3 separate regions of the Zea mays genome follow, and regions 2 and 3 are each linked to region 1. The links are chromatin contacts, called in public Hi-C maps. All regions are on one chromosome and are shown on one strand. Each heading gives the region's core, a stretch centred on a gene start, on an enhancer-like site or on the middle of the called end of the contact. The rest is flanking DNA. Distances are from core to core; before and after follow the strand shown. Region 1 holds the start of LOC103637299. Region 2 holds the start of LOC103635939 (E3 SUMO-protein ligase SIZ1). Region 3 holds the start of LOC103635951.

Evidence for each region. Hi-C and Micro-C count contacts between places; a contact is called where the count stands out from the background.
Region 2: a Hi-C map of bundle sheath shows a contact between it and region 1, with 4 times the contacts expected there. The contact joins the promoter of LOC103635939 here to the promoter of LOC103637299 in region 1. A contact is called at or near these places in 3 of 25 Hi-C or Micro-C datasets (bundle sheath, ear and tassel).
Region 3: a contact with region 1 is called in a Hi-C map of bundle sheath, with 5 times the contacts expected there. The contact joins the promoter of LOC103635951 here to the promoter of LOC103637299 in region 1. A contact is called at or near these places in 3 of 25 Hi-C or Micro-C datasets (bundle sheath, root tip and tassel).

The regions. Positions count from the first base shown.
Region 1 is chr8:135,515,116-135,519,643 of Zm-B73-REFERENCE-NAM-5.0, forward strand. LOC103637299 reads left to right here and starts at 2,375. Exons shown (of 3, transcript XM_020543123.3): 1 at 2,375-2,670; 2 at 2,825-4,370; 3 at 4,482-4,528. The coding sequence starts at 2,839. The coding sequence ends at 4,485. It overlaps TRNAN-GUU (transfer RNA asparagine (anticodon GUU)), which reads right to left and starts at 1,108; the gene lies at 1,035-1,108.
Region 2 is chr8:135,184,452-135,188,979 of Zm-B73-REFERENCE-NAM-5.0, forward strand. LOC103635939 (E3 SUMO-protein ligase SIZ1) reads right to left here and starts at 2,306. Exons shown (of 17, transcript XM_008658309.4): 1 at 1,827-2,306; 2 at 1,071-1,151; 3 at 681-723; 4 at 311-389; 5 at 35-194. The coding sequence starts at 1,853.
Region 3 is chr8:135,828,134-135,832,661 of Zm-B73-REFERENCE-NAM-5.0, forward strand. It overlaps LOC103635951, which reads right to left and starts at 2,593. Exons shown (of 2, transcript XM_008658319.4): 1 at 2,245-2,593; 2 at 1-2,102. The coding sequence starts at 2,092.

The DNA.
Region 1 (4,528 bases), core at 1,125-3,624:
TTTGAAGATGCTCTAAGCTCACCCCATTTGACAGCCAAAGTGCCAAACCAACCAAAAAGATGGCCTAGCACATGGTACATCCACGTCGTAGAGTGGGTCCGTTGCGTTGATCCATCCATGGCCACAGCACTGATGATGAAGGCGAACACATCTTCATCTTATCTAATGGAAAAGAGCATCTGTCAATGCCAGTGTCACACGGGTGGGGTGACAGAGAAGGACATGGCTGGCATTCAGGCTGTGAAATACTCCGATCCTCCAGGACAAACAAAGCCATCATCATCATCATCATATGATGGAAGAGACAAAACAAAACAAAACAGTATGGGCGGCACGCAACGCAAGCAAGCATTGCATTGCTATGCTGAAATGAAAGAAGCAACCATACACCATGCCATGCACTAGCAGATCGTCTTCCGTAGACTGACAGGACGGTGGATGCTCTGAATCTGGACGACACGGTATCCAGATATGACTGTCTGATCTGAGCAGCGTACGTGCCGACATGCACGGAGTTCTGCAATGGATCCTCTCCTCTCTGTAAGACGGATGGGGTAATACAATGTTCATATAATTTGATTTGACTTTAATCTGTAGCCGCCGCTTCTATAAAATATTTTATTTTTATAAATTATAATTGCAGCAGTCGGAACACCGATTTTAATCTGAAGCCAACAACGAGTGACGATAGGCATCGTATTATAAAGATATTGACCCATGGCTGAAAAGTTGAGCAAGCAGACAGTGCACCTGTCATATGATGATGTTTATATTCAAAGCCAGTTCAAGGGGCGTTTGCTCTGTCAGTGATCGGTCCATGCATGTGTCTGCTGATTTCTTGGGCTTCAGTTGTTTCATTTTCACATAATATCTTAACGTGTCATCTCTAAACATCTTTTCCTCTAAGTCAGTCTAAGTGCACATGTGAAATTATGATTACCTTTTTAATAATCTGTTTTTTTAAAAAAAAATCATATACAACATCTTGTTTACCACCGGTGGTGGATGATTTGAAAAATAATAGAAAAAAATAACGCTAGAAGGAGGGCTTGAACCTCCGACCTTGTGGTTAACAGCCACACGCTCTAACCAACTGAGCTATTCCAGCTAATATGATTCATTTCTTCTCTTGATTTTTGTAACCTTTTTTGGACAAAGGCGAGTAGTAAAAACATCAAGACTAGAAACATGGAAGGAACAGCATATATATATATATACACACGGGATTCCAGTTGAATGGATCATAGATTCTTCGTAGTGTAAGGTACAGAATAGGCAGCTGCTCCTCAACACAAGGTCCATTGAAGTATATACCAGCCAAAGACGATCATGCTTCCAGCTAGTTTTGTCTACCTGTTCCTCCACAGCGGGCTAGTTCCTGGAGCTGGAGCTTGGCCTTCTTCAGCTCATCTTGCACCTGGCTGACCTCGGACTCCAGTTCAGAGAGGCCTAGCTAGCTACTTACTTCGGGGGGGGGGGGGGGAACAGACCGTAAATTAATTATGTTTAACTCTTAAAAAGACTTCTGCTTTTTTATGAGGTGGAAATACAGGAACCCCAAATGTTTATAACTCCTAAAAAAGACGGCCAATCTGGCGACTCTTCTTTGAAGAGGTTCAAGTCGGAATGAATTCCATTGTCCAATCCAATGCCGACAAACATTCAGTTACTGTACAAGACATTTAGAATGTTTGTCGGCAGTGGCTAGAACTAGAAGCATGCAGTTTTGTGTGAAAAAACAGGACTCGGTTCGTTTATTAATGAAATGAGATGTCTAAAGAACTAATAAAACAGGTTGGATTGGATGAAGACACAAAGATCGACAAGCAAAACGATTCAAGTCCATGCGTGTTTACATCTCAATATAGTACTTGCATAAATCACGGCTCGAGAGAAGATGATAATGTTGGAGAAGAATGTGACAAGAACCGATCGAGGTGCACCAGTCAACAATGCTTGCTGAAACATGAAGCCATCGAGCTAAGACAAAGATGCTGCTGCTGCTGCTCTCTCTCTCTCTCTCTCAAGTCTGAACGAAACAGCTAGCCAGTCACCTGAACCGTGATGGTGAAAATTACACGAAATTACGATCGACAGAGCAGACAGGGGAAAAAACAGTGCTGCTCCATCGTTTTGCATTTGCTTCTCTTTCCATGACTACCTGCAGGCTGCAGTCCCGGCCGGCCCTGGCCCTGGCCCTCTACTACTCGCAGCTCCATGCATCGCACGCATGACGACAAATGGTTTCGCTCCCGCCGCCGTACGTACTGTACAGTGTACACCAACATGGTAATGAGAGGAGGCAGACAGATGCTCCTGCAACCTGCACAAGGATCAGTAACTGCCTCTCTGGAACGGAAGAGCAGAACAAGGAGACAGAAAAAGAAGATGAAAGCACTCTCTGGACACCATCACGGCAGACGTGAGAGACAGAGCTCATGTAGTTCATGCAAGAACCCCCCTTGCCTGCCTACCCACGATCACCCACATTCCGCTCCACGCCTCCACCCACCTTCTCCTGATCTCCTCCTGTCTTCTTCTTGCTGCCTGCCGCGCCTCCCTCCCAAAAACCCTCAACCAAAACCCCACCGCTGGCTTCCACCGCCACCCGTCGCGACGTTGCCTCACCCTGGACGCCCGCCCGCACCGCGCCAGCCCCGCCGCTCCTCGGTAAGCGCCTCGATCGCCGCCGCCCTCCACCGTCCGTACGTTAGTTTCCTACTTCTCTCCATGCGTCGTGTACGTCCCAACTCCCAAGGACACTCCACTACTCCCTCGCACTGATCGGCTCCTTCCGTTTCGCTCTCCCTTCCTTTCTTTCCAGGCGTGTCCCGCTACATGGCGTCGCCGCCGCTTCCCGGAAAGGACGCTGCTTTCGGGTCCGGGACCACGGTGCGGCGCCCGGGGAGGCTGCGCGTCATGCACCCGCACGTGGCGGAGCTTCTCCGAAGCCCGCGCCGGCACGCGCGTCCGGCAGCGGCGCCGCAGGCGAAGGCGCAGGCGCCGGTCCCCGAGCGCGCGAGGTACGCGTGCGCGTTCGAGGACGGCGGCGGCGTCGCGGCCCCCGGCCGCCTCGTGTGGGCCAAGGTCAGGAACCACCCGTGGTGGCCAGGGCAGGTGTTCGACGCGGCGGATGCGTCGGCGGTTGCGCGGGCGCGGCGCAGGCTGCGCCGCGCCGTCCTCGTCGCGTACTTCTGGGACAGGACCTTCGCGTGGACCGACGCCGCGGCGCTGCTCCCGCTCCGCGCCGGCTTCCCGCGCCTCGCCGCCGTGGCCCCCGTCGCCGCCGCCGTCGACGCCGCGCTGGCCGAGGTCGCGCGCCGCGTGCTCGCCGGCCTCTCGTGCTGCTGCGGAGGCGGCGGGGACAACGAGGCCACCGCCAGCACGCAGGCGATCGACAACGCCGGCGTCCGTGCCGGCGCGCCCGGGGCGGCGGTGGACGCGGCCTTCGCCAGGCGCGCGCTCCAGGCCGAGGCCCTCCTCGGGTACCTCTCCGCGCTGGCCACCAGCCCGCGGGCCGGGGGCGACAGAGTGGACCTCGCCGTCGCCGCGGCGCAGCTCGGGGCGCTCGGCCGGTGGAAGGGCTCGGCGAGGGGCCTTCCCGAGTACACGGTCGTCCACGGCATCGATGATGCCGTCGTCGCCGCCCCTGGGAGAGCCAAAGCCAAGCGGAGGAGGCCGCCGTCGACCGGAGTTGATGGTCCTGCTCCTGCCAAAAGGAGGGTGAGCAGGAACACTCACATCGCTGCGACAAAAGGGAATGCAGCCTGTGACACCGGCGACTACGAAGCGCTGGAGCTGGAGGATCTCCCGCTGGGCACACCGGCCCAGCAGACGCCCACGCCCACGAGGATCGGGAAGCTCATGAGCCGTGCCGCGCAGAACATGTCGCTCTCGCCGGTGGTCCTCAGGGTCAGGGCCACGGCGGCCAACGGCAGCAACTGCGCTCCTCCACCTCCGACGGCTGTACTGCCAGCGCCACACATGGTAAGGTGCGCGGTAGTGGCAGCACACGAGCAGCTTCCTCCGACGCGCAAGGACGACAGTGGTGACCACGAAGCCTGGGCTGGGGCCGGGCTCGTGCTCAACTTCAGCAGCGCACACGCCGTGCCTTCCGCACGTCACCTGGCCACGGCCTTTAGCCGGTTCGGGCCTGTCAAGGAGGTCCGGGTAGACAACACTACAGTGGTCTTCGACAGTGATGCGCATGCTGATGAGGCGTTCTCGGGCGCCGCCGAGATCGGCTCCATCAGCGCGTCCCTCGTCAGCTTCCGTGTCACTTCTTCGCTTCCTGCCGCACCAGATGATCCTGCTGCACAACCTCAGACTCAGAGCATGCCGTCGGACACCTCGCCTGTTGAAGCGCTTAGGTAGCTCATTCGGCCGTTTATATATGAGAATGCAGCTTCTCATCATCTGTTCATGTACTCTTGTGTTTACTTTGGCTAGTAATAACAAATTAGATCATGTTTTTTCTTCAGATGATGGTGACCAGGAGGCAGGGAAGAGGTCGCTCGTTCGTTCATCC
Region 2 (4,528 bases), core at 1,056-3,555, 330 kb before region 1:
AAACAAAATACATGCACATATATAAAAGGGTTACCTTAATCATATTGTCATTTAGCAATGTGCTATTGCAAAGGCAGCGGACCTTAGTATCCACATGGTAGAAGTCAGGCGCTTCCTCTTTGGGCCTGAAATGACTGAAATCTGATCCACTGTGGCTTCTAGAGGGAAGGTCAGGAGCACATACTTGCATTTTCCTGCTAATAAAAGCACCGAGGCACAAGAAGGAAATAAGTCAACAACTTCATGTGACGTAGTCAACTCTCTGGTATGTATTCTTGTACTGAACATTGAGAAACAGATGGAATGGAACCTGTATGTGTCATCAACAACTTTTGCCACCGCCTCCCTTGTAAGAGCATTTTTCCTTCCCCATCCATGATGATGTTGACCTGCAATAAGCAAATAGAGCTTAAGAGCAAGATTTCATGGAAAGAACAAACTTAGGGATTCAGAAGAACAAAATCTGAACTAGTTGATGCTGTATAACAGAAGAGATCTTTTCTTGACCAATCATCAGCTCAAGGACAAATAAATAAATGGCCCATATCAAACTACAATGGCACAAACAGATCTACTGGCTTGAGCACAACTGAAAAGTAATACTAACCAATATTGAAGCATAAAAAATGCAGCAGTTAAAGACAACAATATTTGGGGGGTGGGGGCAAAGACCAACATACCTTGCTCATCTGATAAAATAGCCAATACCCTGTCAACAAGGTCCTGCGATCAACGATTACGAAAACAGATCAGATACCATCAAGTGCAAAGCTGAGGCACGTGCAGTGAAGATGAGATTCTGAACGTGTTCAAGGAAACAAAAAAAAAGAAGATAGTTCTGATTTCTGATATTGCAACACTGATGAATTGAGGCTTGTCCTGCAAACCCATGGTTACTGCCAAAACAAGTTGTGCACAGCACGACAGGAGACAGACCCAACAATGATGTACGGGCAGATGACTAGCTCACCCTGGAGGCTCATATGACATGCCTCTAATCAGTTGTGATCCTACATATCCGGGAGAACAAAGTGCCCCACAGCAAAAATAAGAGCAAAACACTTGCTGACCTGCTTCTTTCCTTGCTTCGGTAACCCCAGCTGATTTAAGATATCTTTGAGCTCCTTTATTCTAAAATACGCAAGTTTATCCTGTGACGAACAGGGAAAGAATCAACATGTGAGATCTTCAAGAGCGACTGTTACATGTTGCGTGCTTGAAGTACACCGCCACACTTGCCATGGTTAATCCATAGAACAAAAAGAAACATTTCAGAAAAAATATCTCCAGCAGCTTAACCATATTCATACCCATATTCAAACTCCACTCTGCATATAGTGGGAAAATACAGTGTTTTGGGTAAACTATGGGTAACACGGTCTCAGTTAGCCATGCGCAAGCTAGGAGCAGCTTAAGTGAGTACTGCGTCATGCAACAGAAGAATCCAACACTAGCCTATCAATTAGTACAATCCATGAGGAGTTGATTCGGCGGCTAAGACAGCATAGAACACCTACCCCAACAACAGCACGCAGCTCCAAAACTCGGGGCTTGACGACAGCGGGCAGCGATCTAAGAGGCCGAACCGCCGGCCACGCGATTCCGCATTTGGAAAGAATGCACTGGTGCCAGCAAGCGCAAAAAAAGTAGGATCCGAGCTCTCAGCCAATCCATCTAAACATCGGCGTGGAAATAACCGCCGGGCGGCAGCGGGCAGCGGAGCGGCGGCAGGGGCGGGAATCCCACGAGCCCAGCCAAATCATCCGGGAAATTCGAGGGGAATCGGCGGAGATCGGGTGGCGAATTGGGCGCGGGCGGACGTATACCTTGCAGCTGGAAGCGAGGTCCGACATGGCCGGCGCCCGCGCAATGAAACCCCCGGAGGGGCACGGGCATGGGGAGAGGGCGATCGAGGGCCCCGGCGCCGGCGAGGAGATCCGGCGATCGGGGCGCCGAATTGGGACGGCGCGGGTGCTGCTGCGGCGGGGCTCCCTCGCGTGGCGTCTCTGTGGCCTCCGCCGTTTGCGTCGACGACGGCTGCCTGGACGGGGCAGGGTTTTCCTCTCTCTCTCTCTCTCCACCTCGCTCTCGTCTTCCTTGGCTCGCGTCGCGCGTGCTTGTGGGACGGGTTCGTCGAGAAAGGGTGAGGAGAGAGGGGGGGCGGTTTCTCTCTCCTATTCAGCCGCCGCGGCGGACGTATCGGCCGCTATCAAATCCGGTTTTTTGCGGGGCCGTACGAGTCCGCGACCCACCCATCCGGCGTGCGGGGTTGGTCATGCCGTGCCCTGCCCGCCCGCCTTCACTTCACTTCCTCTACGACGACCAAAGCGGGGAGCCGGCGACCCCACCCACCGCTGTGCATCACTCGTGGCGTCACCGTGGGCCAGCCCGATCCGATATGGGCCGGGCTGATATTCAACAACCCACGGCTTTTGGGTACAACTCAGACGCGTCGGTTTTTAAACAAGAGATGGGTGGCATACGCAGTGGGTTCTCTTTCGCTGAAATTCAGGCCTCCTAGGATTGGTAAAATGTATGAATAAAAAAACGTAGAAATAGAGTTGCATGACAATTATAGTTCTATAGAAATTTAAAATACAGAAAAACTTTTGAATAGAGTGTTTAGATGCAACACAAGAAGAACATAGGAATTAGAGGAGAGAGATAGACACAAAGAAAAGTTTCCAAGAGGTTGGATCTCTTGATATAAATCCTCCAAAATCTTACTAGAATGAGTCATCATAAAGGAATTTTATAGAATTTGTAGTAACTCAATCCTTTATTTCAAATGGCTACATAGGAAAATTTTCTATATGGTTCTAATCCTTCAAAATTCAAAAACTTTTCCTATGTTCCAAAGGGGCCTCAAATAAATCGAGCCACCTTAGGCCACCTCCAAGGGTGTTCTGTATACCTCCCCAACCCTAGGTGGGTGATGTGGGTGATATTTAGGGTGAAAACCTTCAACGACGGTTCTCTCCACAACCTACCCCATACCGGGTGAGTTTCAATCTACTCCCACGCTTTAATTAATGTATTACTTTGTGATATTAATCCCTTTTAAGTATCGTAATCTAGAAATGATGTGTATTGTAGTAATACAAATAGTGTATGTTTTTTAAAACTTCAAGTAATGATGAAAAAATATCAAATAACTGAATTGTAGTATATAGGGGAGCTAGATAGGGTGAATGGTTGGAGACTTTGAAAGGGAAATGTGTCCTTGGGTGATTTCTATTTCGTTTTGCTGATTAAATGTTCAACACGTTATTTTTGGACTAACATCATCTTGCATTAGCATGAGCACATGTAGTTAAAGCAAATCGAGAAAAAGGCATTTTACGCTCGAAAATGGGAATACTACAAATCGATGTGGTTCCAAGTGAAAAAGGTATGCTCCTTGCACTTAGTCAATTGTTTTAGGTACTAATCATATTTGTCTAAGTGCTAGAGACTATATGAAGTCAAGTCAAAAGGAGCCAAAGAAGTTTGTCTCAAAAGAAAGAAAGTTGGGCTGGTCTCGGCAGCACCGGACAGTCTAGTGCCACCCACCGGACAGTCCGGTGTGCACCGCATAGTCCGGCGATTGTACGGCCGAAGAGGCTGCTCTCGGGTTCAGTCGGGCTCCCTCGGCTATAATTCACCGGACGGTCCGCGCAGAGTGTCAGGACAGTCCGATGTGATGGACATCCAATGGCTATCAGCCACGTTAGCAGGTGGTTGTAACACCCCGTCTAATCCCTGCACTAGCGGTACTTACTCTTGATAGCTCGCTAGGATTATATATTGTCCCCACAGAACAACGCGAGTCTTTTGTGCGCACTTTGTCCTCACTCATGTGCACCCAAGAAAAATTTCTCGGTCGGCCACCCATCTCAAATTGCTCCAAGCCAAGCACGCTTAACTTGGAGATTCTTTCGAGATAGGCTTTCGAAAAAGAAGATGCACCTTGTTGGTATAAATACTCTATTAATTCTATTAAGCCTTGGGACAGGATATCACCATTTCAGGGGCCAGGATATCACAATCCACCCCCTTAGAAGACCGACGTCCTCGTCGGTCAACCCCAATACAGGAACCTCCCCTCTTAGCCATGTATGGGTGTTTAGTGTCGTCATATACCATGCCATGTGACCATTCCAGGCCCACATGCGCCATGCGCCATATACCCGACCTCCTAACCCACACACGCCCGTGAAACCGCAAGGGTCGGCTCTGATACCACTTGTAACACCCCGTTCAATCCCTGTACCGGCGGTACTTACTCCTGGCAGCTCGCTAGGATCATATGTTGTCCCTACAGACCAACACGAGTCTTTTGTGCATACTTTTTCCTCACTCATGTGCACCTGAGAAAAACTTCCCGGTCGGTCACCCATTCCAAACTGCTCCAAACCAAGCACGCTTAACTTGGAGGTTTTTTCGAGATAGACTTTCGAAAAAGAAGATGCACCTTGTTGGTATGGATACTCTATTAATTCTATTAAGCCTTGGGACAGGATATCACCATCCCAGAGGCCAGGATATC
Region 3 (4,528 bases), core at 1,343-3,842, 310 kb after region 1:
CATTAGAATCTTGGACTGCATGGCCTGATCTACTGGCAAGCCTTTCATATTCCGCCAACCTGAAAGAGTCATTTGCATCTTCATTGACTTCATGCAGATCAGAGTTATCATAAACACGCATGTCCAAATTTGCCACCCCTTTGCGTTTCCTTTCACCACTTGCTGCTAGAGGTTTCATGACATCACTAATCTGTCCTGTCATCATCACATCCACATCACGTAAATAACCAGTCTCTGAAACCTTCCCTTTGAATCCTTTGCTCTGGGAAGGTTCTAAATCTGCATCAGCAGTAGGATAGTTCATTTTGGCCACTTTAGCAAGCTTGTTTGATTTTTTGGCACCATGTGCTGGTCTATGATACCCAGAATGGTGACGCTCTGGCTTCCGCTCGAGATAATGTGCTTCCCTGCCATCTTCAAACTTTTCTGATGAATCAGATTCTGTCTCGTCACTTTGACCATAGACAGCATTGCTCCAGTGCTTCTGGCCAGTCCTATCTAGTTGTCTACTGGATTTACCTGCCACCTTCGCTTGTGATATCTTGCTTCTAGGGTCAGAACCAACACGGGCATCATTAACCTCTTTCTCAATACTTTTATAGGACTTAACCTTCAGACCATAGCCAGCTTGATCTTTCCTGCTCCTGTAATCACCTGCAGATTGCCCCTTCTGCCAGTCATCTGAGTTACCAGTGTGATTACCAGCTGGCAAGTTCATCTCATCACCCATTAAAGCGTTAATGTGCACACCTTTTCCACCTTGCACCCAGTCTCTCTCCAAGTACCTTGCATTCCTTCTGGTATCAAAATATGGAGGATCATATGCTGCTGCTAAGGTGACTCCCTGATTAGCACTGAGATTCCTGCTGTAGTAGTAAGGAGATGCAGTATGGTTATCACTGTAGTTATTTGCATACAGATTGACATCACAGCTCGTAGACAATTCCTTCTTCACTGGCTTGGGAAGCGGCCTCGGAAACCGAGGTCTTGACGAATCCCTTTCATATCCAAGGTCCTCCGACTCCGAGTAAAGGCCATCTATGCTCCTGTGAAGCTTCCCTCTATGTGTGCCAGAATCATACCCTCGACGAGAAAGCTCAGAGAGTGCCACCACAGCATCACGGCCAGACCCTCCCATGTCATCCTCATCCACTCCTTTCGGTGTACCCACCCGCAACAGCCCCTTCGACTTCTCCTTCGCTAACTTCCCTGCCTTCTTCTGCCTACTCTTATCGTGCTTGGGTCGAGCTAAGACCTGTTCCCCAGATCCCCTGCTCTCTGAATCAGTCTCCGACCCAGCCCGCCTTGTGAAATCTAGAGCTTTTCTCTGCTGTTGTTGTTGGTGCTGCTGCTTTGCCTTCATCGTGTCCAACATCCTCAGCCTCTCATCAAGGCTGTATCCCTCGCGGCCCTTCCAGCAATCCTTAATCTCCCGGAGCCTCCGTACCATGGAGTTGTGGTAGCTCTGCAGCCAGTAGTAATGCTTGCGCCGCTCCACGAAGCGAATGCCGCGGCGGTACAGATTGACCCTCGGGTCACACAGCCCGCCCTTGAGGCGCTTGAGGAAATCGGCGAGGGGGCTCCCGAAGTGGAAGTTTTGCCCCGCGAGGAGCTCGACGAGTGTGCGCGCAAAGGTCTCCTGGTCCATATCGGGCAGGAAGGCGGCGAGGCGCAGACGCTCGTCATCGCTGAGCAGGTCATTCCAGGCGTGGAGTGAGAGCACGTCACCGAGACCATCGAGGTCGTAGAGCTCCAACGGCACGGCCATGCTCTGGTCCCCGACCTGGCACATCTCCGTGCTGGGCTCGCCCAGCTCCGCAACGTCCAGCTCGTCGGAGCCCATCCCCGAGTCCCCCTCGTCCTCCTCTTCCTCGAACTCCTCTTCCTCCTCCTCCGCCTCTGGCTCATCGTCTCCTCCTCCTCCGCCGTTCTCCTCCTCGGCGGAGAAGCCGTCGGCATCGGACTCATGCGACGGCGTTGCCCGTGACCCCTCCTCCTCCTCGTCTTCGTCCTCCGTGGCCTCCAGTGAGGCCTCCGCGCCGCCGTCAAGCCTGGGGAGGCGGACGCCGCCTCCGGTCCTCACGATCGCCATGGCTTCCCACCTACGCCGCCGAGACAAAAAAAAATAGCAAAAGCCAAAGCAGTTAAAACCCTAGCCCCCAATCCACTACCTCCTAGCAACAGGGGGGTGGAAGGAATTAAGAGGAGGCGCAGTACACAAGGAGCGAAGTGAAGCTCACTCACCGGAACGACCCCAGGCGGGCGGAGCGGCCGGGATGCGGCGAAACCCTAACCCTAGCGCGCGCGGCGACGAGGGAGGGGACGGGACGGAAAAGGGGGGAAGTTGTGAGGAAGGGAGGGCGAGCGGGTGTGGAGGGTAAATAGTGGATGGGGGGAGGAAGACGACGGCGACGTGGCGCGCGCAGGAGCCGTCGGATTGGGGGAGGGCCGCCGCGGGGGGGTGGGGTGGGGTGGCGGCGGGTGGGAATAGGGCGCGGGGGCAGGGGGCGGCTCGCAAAAGTGTTTCTAGTCGGGGTCGGTCGAGTGCGGAGGAGACGGAGATGAGGGAGACGCAGCCGAGGAAGGGGAAAGCCTCGCAGGCGGGTTCGCGGGCGCGGGGCCCGGTAGACTGGTAACGCTGGCAGGTGGGCCACTCCTCATCTCTTGCCGGGTTCCCGGGTTTGCGCGGGAACTTAACTTGGATCGCCTGCTTTTTCGTTCGTTAGTTGATGATACTAATTCATAGTTCATTTGACTTTTCCATAGCAATTTTAACCGGCTCGTATTTTAAATTTTTTTGCAAAAAAAACTTAAAGTCATATTTAAAATATATTATATGCTAAACAATATTACAGTACAATTATGAAATTTTTTAAATAAGACGAGTTGGTCAAAACTTGTGATAAAAATATGAATTGTAAATTGGAATGGGGAAATATAATCTTAACTGTACAATTAGTTATGTACGGCATGTTGGAAGGATTTTATTTCAAGAATTTTAGTTTGGGATTTTCAGCTTCACCATAAAACAACTTCAATAAATTATTAAAGTGGGTTTGATGAGTGTTTCTTTGCACATGGACTCTAGCTTCTGTAACACAAATCAAATTGTGTAAGTTTTCTTGATTACCCTTGATGATTAGTGGCTGTCACGAGACAATCTAAACGCTATGCTATGTAACCAGTGGCATGATGCATAATTTTCATGCAACTTTATGAGTAGGTATAAAAACAGTGTTTGCAAAGCGCTATTTGAAAAACTTCATGAATTTAATAAAATTGACCACTAGTTTCATTTTTAAAAAGTTAGAGCTAGACTTGTAATACAAGTTATGTGTTAAAATATCTCATAATTATCTTAGTTGTAAACATGGAACTTCATTAATAATTTTCATTAAGTTTGTAAAAAAATATTATTGTTGTTGTTGTTGTAAACAGAAAGCTTGGGAGAGTTTATCTTGCCGTGGCTGCTTGGAGCCCGTGCTCCATCCCTACGAGTAGCTTCTCTGTTGCACCATATCTCACTCTTCATTTCAAACTCTATTCTATAAACAGTGCCTTGCATGGCCGTTTGCACGTTATTGCTAAGCAACTCAAAGATATTAGCTAAATCGTTTTGTAAAGGTAAATTTGGCTATTATTAGAAGAAGAAAAATGTCTCCAATAGAGTATGTAAATAGTTCTTCAAATTCAGTAGCTATGAGTCTCTACACCTTTGCTCTTTAGTTTTAGATAACATGCTTGACTCGTCATACAGAGTTCTGGATTTACAAAGTCAGTTGGACTAATCTTACTCCTTTTTTGTAGAATATATTTTAAAGAATAGCTAAATCAGTAAACTTGTAACTCTAAGCGACTAGTCATATCGGTTTGTAAAGGTAAATTTGACTATTAATAAAGAAAAAACATCTCCAATAGACTCTGTAAATAGCTCTTCAAATTTAGTATCTCTCCATCCATATACATTCACTCTCTATTATTAGATAGCATGCTTTACTTACCATAAAGAGTTCTGAATTTACATAGTTTATTGGACAAGTCTACTCTTTTCTAAAATCTATTTTAGAGAGTAGCTAAATCAGTAAGTTTGGATAATCTCCTAGAGTTGCTCTAATCTTTTTGACTAATCGTTTTTTCTTTCTTCTACGAATCCAAGTATTTTGTATCTCCTAAAATACTTCGTTTGTCGTAACTGTAGTAGTTACTTTTCATTCATTATTATAGTATTCTTATTTTGTGTAGTAGATAGATATAGAGTAAATTTGCTCTCATGCAAATCCCTGACATTAAGGCTTGTTTGGTTTGAGGCAATTGTGACTAAAACAAAGATTAAACTGTTTTAGTTTCTAGTCCCTTAAGGAATAACTAAAAGAAATTAAATAATATTAATTCTACCTTTTGTCTCTCATTTATTTTAGTTACACTAATGACCGAAGAATGTTAAGAAATATTTTAGTCTTCTTACAAGTTATTTTACAAGTTATTTAATGTGTTATGAATATTTTTAGTTCATGCAATTAAACAAGAT